Linked DNA regions of Mus musculus: region 2 is linked to region 1. Evidence: chromatin contacts called from public promoter capture Hi-C data. All regions are on one chromosome and are shown on one strand. The core of a region is the stretch at or near the end of the contact, and the rest is flanking DNA. Distances in the headings are between cores, read along the strand shown. Region 1 holds the start of Kcnh4 (potassium voltage-gated channel, subfamily H (eag-related), member 4). Region 2 holds the start of Stat5a (signal transducer and activator of transcription 5A).

Region 1 (3,552 bases), core at 7-2,506:
TCAAAGGATCTGTTCCTTATGCGCAAAGTCAAACTGGAGAAGACATTGAGGTGTGAGCTGCAGCCACCCCAGCACCAGAACCTGAGTTGGCTCCCTCTAGTTTCAGTGGATTAGAGGTTTGGGGGTGGAGGGACACGCAGAGATAGGTTTAGTTGATGAGGTAGGAGGCACAAACAGTCCAAGGACCCTAGGAGAGGGTACTGTCAGGGGATGGGGTGTCTGATCGGGACACTGAGGGTTCCTAGGAAGCACTGGGTCCTGGGCACAGCCTACTTCTTCCATCCCAGGGCCCGTTGCCTCGGTGATTGGCGCTATGGAAACAAGAGAGGTTGGGGGGGGGGGTAGGGCCCTGGAGGCTCGGTTTCCGCCCTCGGCTACCGCTCCCCCACCCTCCTAATGCCGGCCAGGGTTTCGAAAAGGGACAAAGGAAGACCTAGGGGTTCCAGAGTTGGGAATGGCGGGAGAAGAGGCGGGGAAGGAGCTGTGCGGCTGTCCAGGGTGCTGAACTTCGGAACCCAGCTCAGGTGGGCTAGCAGGGAGTTTTCTCGTTCTCAAGTACTTGCCCCCGCTTTGCCTCGCCCACCTCACACAAAGATATCTCATGATTTGGGGGCGCGTGACCTTAATGCGGTTAGGTCTTGCCGAAGTCTGTTCTCTCTCTTTTCTGGGGCAGAGGCAGCTGCAGTCACCAGAGCACTTTGTCCCATCTCCACACCACAGATACCTCTATACACACTCCCAGCTCAGCTCTGCCCTGGTGTGGGTGGCTCCCAAGGCCCCTCCTCCGTCTTGTGGCACAAAGAGCCGCTTTTGCCTTGAGTCACACCCCCTAACCTTCCCCTCCACCCTCGGCGCTTCATGTCTTGATCTCCACTCTCAAGGGTTCTGCACCCCGTTTCTTTGCCACGGTTTTAGGAGATCCAGCACTCCATTCTCTCTCCTCTGATCTCACCACATCCAGATACCCACCCTGTCCCAAGGAGACTTGACCCAGCCGGCCCAACTCACGCGTGCCGTCAAAGCGGGTGGCGATGGTGTCCAGAAAGGTGTTTTGCGGGGCCAGCAACCCCTTCATGACCGGCATGGCCCCGGGTACGGATTCGAGGCGTTGCGCGGGCTGCGTTCAGCGCGGCCTGGCCGGAGGGGGCGCGCTACCGGCGGGGCCGGGGCGCCCCATGCGCCGGCCTGCCTCCTCCCCTCCTCTCGCCGCCGCTGCCTGTGTGCTCTGAACCTGTTAGTTCTAAGCTCTGCTCCGCAGCACTTCGAGAGCCGCCACCCCCACCCCGCCCCACCTCCCCACGGGTCAGGTTTTCCCCGGAGGGCTCGGCCCGCGCCCACCACGTGGCTCCGCACCGGGAGGGGCCGCCAGAGACACCCGAAGCCCTCCTCTGTGGCCCTCCTCCCAGAGGGGAGCGGCCCACGCGTGTCTCTTGGGGAGAGACTCGGAGACACGCCCACCATCCAGGCTTGAGGTGATGAAGTGGGACTGGAACGGTAGCCACGCCCTTCTTTCAGGGTGATCACGCCCCTACGCGTGGTTCCCTGGCTGCTCCAGTAGCTCCACCCCACGGGTTTCCCCGCGCGGCCCACGCTGCGACTGGTGTCTGGTTGACAGTGCCTCCTGCTGGAATTGGGATATTTTTCTTTCTTCCTTCCTTCCTTCCTTCCTTCCTTCCTTCCTTCCTTCCTTTCTTTCTTTCTTTCTTTCTTTCTTTCTTTCTTTCTTTTAAAAGGTTGTTTCATTTATATATTTTTGCATTTGTGTGTGTGTGTACATTTCTGTTCCAGTAGTGCAGATATGGAGGTCAGAGGCCAACTTTCTGAAGTCGGTTCTCTCACTTTGTGGGTCCCTAGGATGGAACTCAGTTCTTCAGTCTTGACAGCAAGATCTTTGTCCACTGAACCATCTTGCTGGCCCTGCTGTCTCTACTTTAGGATTTTACATTACTGTTGTAGGACTGCTACAGCAACGGGACACCGAATGTTGGCTTAAACGATTTTGGGATCTGGAAATCTGAGTTCAAGGTCAACTCAGGGCTGGATTCCTCTGAAGGCTGTGAAGAAGAGTCTCTTTCTTCCATACTCTCCCCTAGCTTCTCCCTTGGCTGGTGACCTGTGGCATTTCTTAGCTAGTGGGTACATTGCCCTGGTCTTTATTTCCATGTTCACGTGAGTTCTTCCTGTTTCTCCTAATCCCCTGTGTACCCTAATCCCCCCACCCCCACCCCGTTGTTGTTGTTGTTTTTTAAGAACACTACTTATACTGGATTACAGGTCTACCATACTCTGCTCCTGTCTCATTTTAGCTGACAACATTGGCAAGGTCACTTTCTAAATGCTGGGGGTGGGGTGGAGTGGGTTAATATTGCAGCGTGTGAATTTGGGGGAAGCACACTTCAACCTGCAATAGGCACCTTTGGCTGGAGCAGGAGACAAATCTTTGCCCATTCTCTGCTTAAAACCATCCCCAGACTTCTCATTCTATACAACAAGGTGTAACATCTGCTGCTCCTATGCAATGGCTGCACAAACTTACCCACCTCCTTCCCAGTGTGGCATTGCTCACACACCACGGTACAGTGGACCACACTATGGATGCTCTGGGAGGCTCCTCATGAAAGCTCAGATGCCTTGCTTCTTCTGCAGCCTTACATCCAGCCCTTGCCAGGTGGACTCTGTGCCCTTGTATTGGACCTCTCTGTGTAGGTCCCTATTATAAAACAGTGGGGGCTGAGGATGTAGCAGTCGATAGAGTGATTGCTTAATTAATATATATGAAGCTCCGGGATCAGTCCTCCAGCATTTGCATAAAGGAGGCGTGGTGGAGCACACTTGCAGTATCAACACCACCGGGGAAATAGAGGGTAGTAAGATCGGGTCATTTAAGTATAAGGTCATGCTGATCTTTCCAGGGCAACCGAGGATACCCTGTTTCTAAATAAATAAAGTAGGTAGTAGAACAACATGAGGGCACATCGGTACCTCATTTCCACCCTCCCAAATGTGTAGCACACACCCCAGGACTGCAAGGTTCCTTGCTGGATTCTTCCCGACCAAATAAGTATTTGCAATGAGAAACACAAGCTGCTTCCAGGCCCTAGACTCGTCACAATTCTCAAGATGCTTTCCCGCCCCCTGGAGGCCTGAACTTGACACACAGAAACATAGATTAGTCACACCAACAGAGAATCGTCTTTATTGCCATTTACCAAGAGACTGACAGCGGCGAGCAGAGGGGGAAGTTTGGATCAGGACAAGGATAGAAGATGGGTTCAGACTCCGGACCCTCCCCGGGGTGCTAAAGCGGTGGTAGTTACGGTCGGACAGCCGCGACCAGAGCAGGGATGTGGCTCTAGCTCTGCGCCTGCGCGGCGGCCCATGGTCAGGATGCCAGCTGCGTGGTTACCGTTGGCCTGAAGGAGGCGCTGCAGCCGTCCCTGGAGGCCTGGAGGTCCAGGCCGCCGCTTTCCCAGAGTCAGGATACCCGCAGCGTGGTTGCCAGCTCCGTGCAACAGTTCGTAGAGACGGCAGGAACACGTCTTCTGGCGACAG
Region 2 (3,363 bases), core at 57-2,556, 100 kb after region 1:
TCTTCGAGATAGCAGAGGCATAGAAAAAGGTAGAATGGAGCAGTGGAAGATGCAACCAGATGAACTGGCAAAACGTCTCAGTGGGTAAAGGCGCTTGCCAAGCAAGTTTGGCAAGCACGGTTGACAGAGAGACATTATTCCATGGTTGTTGTTCCCTCCACAGGAGGGCCACAGCATATGCACACACAATAGTGATAAGAAACAAGAAAATGATGTTTAAAGATACAAGGATTAGGAACCTCAAAACGGCCCAATGAGGAGAGAGCCAGAAGCAAGGCAGGGAGCCAGCTACCTTTGGGTCCTGGTAAGGTCTGGGGACATGAGTGGGTTCTGCAGACTCTCCTACACTTCTGCTGGGTGGCACCTCCCCGCTAGCTTTTGAGTAAGCAGGCCTAACCACCTTCCCAGCAAGCCCAGCCCAGCCCAGCCAGATGTGGGAGCCCCAGACTTCTGTGGGTCCTGGGGGAGGGGTCTGGAGAAGTCAATGCCTGGAAGTGGGTGGGCAGTTCTTGTACCACACCCACTCTCAGGTGTCCAGATGGAGGGCATGACCAGCGTGGTCCTCTGCCTACAGATGTAGCTCAGAGAACTTAGGAAACCTAATGAATCTACTGTCACGTCCACTGTGAAAGACTGGGGGACACAGGTGCCAAGTGGGGTCCACCTACCATGAGGCAATGGGCTTGGATCTGTCACACTGGCTCCAAGAGTCTGGTCAAGTCACTTCCCCTATCTGGCCTTTTATTGTTCCCATTGGTAAAGTCACCTTTAAGGCCACTGGCAGCTTTGCATGTTGATGTTCATCTGGAGCGGAGGGTCTAACTGGCTCCCGGTCAATCCATTGTACAGAGTAGAGGGGAAAGACGGGAAAAGGCTTATGCCTACTCCTCCTGAGCCCCTTACCCTACCTGGTCCTGGCAGAGCATCTGAAGAGCAAGGTCTCTCCCATCCTCTGATCCTCCTTGCAAACCCCCCCCCCCCCTGTTTTCAATTCCTTTCCTCGTGATCCTGCCAAGTAAAGTCACTGTGACCACACACAGAGGGCGGGGACAGCCCAGACATTTCAACTTCTGCAGAAAAGGTTCAGGTTTTCCCCACCTCTAAAGTTGAAAAAAAAAAAAAAAAGAGTAAAAGAGGAGGTCCAAAGACCAGAAAGAAGGATCAGGAACTCGGAATGGAAAGAAAAGATACAAGAAGAAATTAGTAAGAGAGGAAGCCAATTAAAATGATCCCTCCAGGCCACTGGGTCTTGGCCCGGATGGTATTCGAGTAGGCAGCCAGGCTGGCCCCTCCTTTGGTACTGCCCATGCCAACTTCCAGGCAGAGAGGAGGCCCAGAGGAGAGGGAAGCTGGGCAAAGGGGATGGCAGACTTCCAGCCTGGCCTTGTCCAACCCCTGGGCCTTGAGGGGAACTCTTCGGGATGGGGACTATGATCCAGGCAAAGCTCCAGGGAGCAGGTCTGCTGCCCGGCAAAGTCTGCAGGCAGATGTGAAGTTAGAAAGTGCCGGCTACCCCTTCCTGCGCCTGTTTAGAAGGTAGGACCAGCTTCAGGTGTGACCCTTCTAGGTCACTGGATGGACTCCCGAGTGGTTTGTGGGTCACAGTCTGATGATGAGACTGTGATGTGACCACAGTGAGGTCCTGGGCAGGCCCCTTCTCTTCTCTGGATTGACGTTTCTTACCTGCAAAGGTCAGAAGGGGGTGTGGGGGGTTGAAACCTATGATTACCAAGGTCTTTCTTGCTCGGCTTTAAGGGGGAAGGTCATGTGGTGGAAGTCATGCTAGGTGGGAGACCTTAGAAGTAGGCTTGGCTTCTCTGGGATCGCCAGTCCTTCTAAAGTTTTGACTCTGCAGGCATAGAAGCCACATGCACCCTTACCTGAACATGCGCGTGTACACACACACACACACACACACAAAACTTTGTAAATCTAGAGACAGACTAGTTGACTCCAGAGGTAGGAGCCATCTCTAGGTAGATTTTTTTTTCTTTTCTTCCTCCCCCTCTTTTATTTTATTTATTTATTTTTAACAGATGATAAAACTGAGGCCCTAGTTAGGGATTTTCAGAGTTTGGGACTTCCCGGCACCCTCTGGCTGCTCCAGTTCAGCTGTCCCAGGACGCTCCTCCCTCATTCCCCACCCACCCACCCCCGGAGCCGCAGGGGAGCACAGACCGGGAGTCCCAGTGTGTGTGTAGGGAGGGGGCACCCCGCTGTAGGGGCTGTCCTCAGCCCAGCGCCGCCCAGCCTAGTGGTCGGTCTTGTAAGCGGGGCGCCCTGGCGCACTCGCCGGGGCGCCGGTAATCGAGGGCGGAGGCAAGGAGGGAGCGACCGCTGCTGGGAGGGGTGCTGGGGCGAGCTCGCGCGCTGTGTTTGGTCTATCGGAGGCAGCTGACCTTTGAGGAGGAAATCGCTGCTCTCTGCTCCTTCCTGTAGTAACAGCCTCCACCGCCGCCGCCGTCAAGAGCCGTCAGGAGCCGTCAGAAGCCCCGGCCTGGAGCGACAGCCGCAGGCGCTCCGCAGCACCAGGTGGGTGGGTCGCCGTGACTCCGCCCGCGGCGCGTGGACAGAGGATCTAGGCTGCAGCCACGTCCCTGGGATCTAGCACCCTGGAGTCCCCACGGCCTGACACGGGACAGACATCTGTCCCGCCTTCGAATGGGAGCTTCAGAGGGAGCAGGGACAAGGGATCCGTGCAGGCGGCAGCCAGGGGTGGACTCACGCAGTGGACACTGACATTATCACACTCCACTCGGAGCGGGTAGATTCTGGAGTGCAGCCCAGGGCTTCCCCGAAGACAGCGTGGACCCTTAGTCTTCTCTCCCTGACAGCCCCAGACACGTGCCTGGGGAGACCTGCACCTCCAGTGGCTGTCCCAGCATTGGCCTAACTTTTAGGTTGGAACAGTCTCCCTTCCAAGAAATTGAGTGTGGGTCTTAGGCTGGGTGGCAAGAATTTTTGTGTTTGTCTAGTTAGGGACTGTGGGCCTCTGTGTCTTAAGTTTCTCTTTCGGTTTGTAGACCCCCCTTTTTTTATTTAGTCTGGGGATAGCTCCATCGAGCGAAGGGACATGGAGTGAAGGGACAGGAAGAGAGAAGGGCAGCCTCGAGGGTTCCTTGTTGGAAGGGAAGGGTGGCCATCTCTCTTCCCACACAGGAAAGCGTGCCTGGGGTGAGAGAGGAGCCTGGCCTCACCTCAGTCCTTAGGTCCTTTCGTGGCACTGCAGGGCATTGGCAGGCTAGAGACTTCTGTGGAACAAATGACTTATCTTCTCCCCCAGGTAAACAGCCATGGCGGGCTGGATTCAGGCCCAGCAGCTTCAGGGAGATGCCCTGCGCCAGATGCAAGTGTTGTATGGGC

Evidence for each region. Capture Hi-C pulls out chosen DNA fragments and counts their contacts.
Region 2: a contact with region 1 is called in a promoter capture Hi-C map of pancreatic islet. The contact joins the promoter of Stat5a here to the promoter of Kcnh4 in region 1. A contact is called at or near these places in 22 of 39 promoter capture datasets (the 3T3-L1 cell line, 3T3-L1-derived adipocytes, the C10 cell line and 16 more), 4 of 15 datasets of contacts at CTCF or cohesin (CD8 T cells, the NIH/3T3 cell line, large pre-B cells and 1 more), 28 of 484 Hi-C or Micro-C datasets (B cells, the C2C12 cell line, CD4 T cells and 20 more), 20 of 115 datasets of contacts at active chromatin or transcription factors (the 230-238 cell line, CD8 T cells, the HPC-7 cell line and 14 more) and 4 of 9 other capture datasets (adipose tissue, liver, macrophages and 1 more).

Annotation. Positions count from the first base shown.
Region 1 is chr11:100,758,522-100,762,073 of GRCm38.p6, forward strand. Kcnh4 (potassium voltage-gated channel, subfamily H (eag-related), member 4) reads right to left here and starts at 1,257. Exons shown (of 17, transcript NM_001081194.2): 1 at 1,009-1,257. The coding sequence starts at 1,084. It overlaps Hcrt (hypocretin), which reads right to left. Exons shown (of 2, transcript NM_010410.2): 2 at 3,172-3,552. The coding sequence ends at 3,273.
Region 2 is chr11:100,858,045-100,861,407 of GRCm38.p6, forward strand. It overlaps Stat5a (signal transducer and activator of transcription 5A), which reads left to right and starts at 1,307. Exons shown (of 20, transcript NM_011488.3): 1 at 1,307-1,536; 2 at 2,440-2,532; 3 at 3,284-3,363. The coding sequence starts at 3,294. It also overlaps a transcript of Stat5b not described here.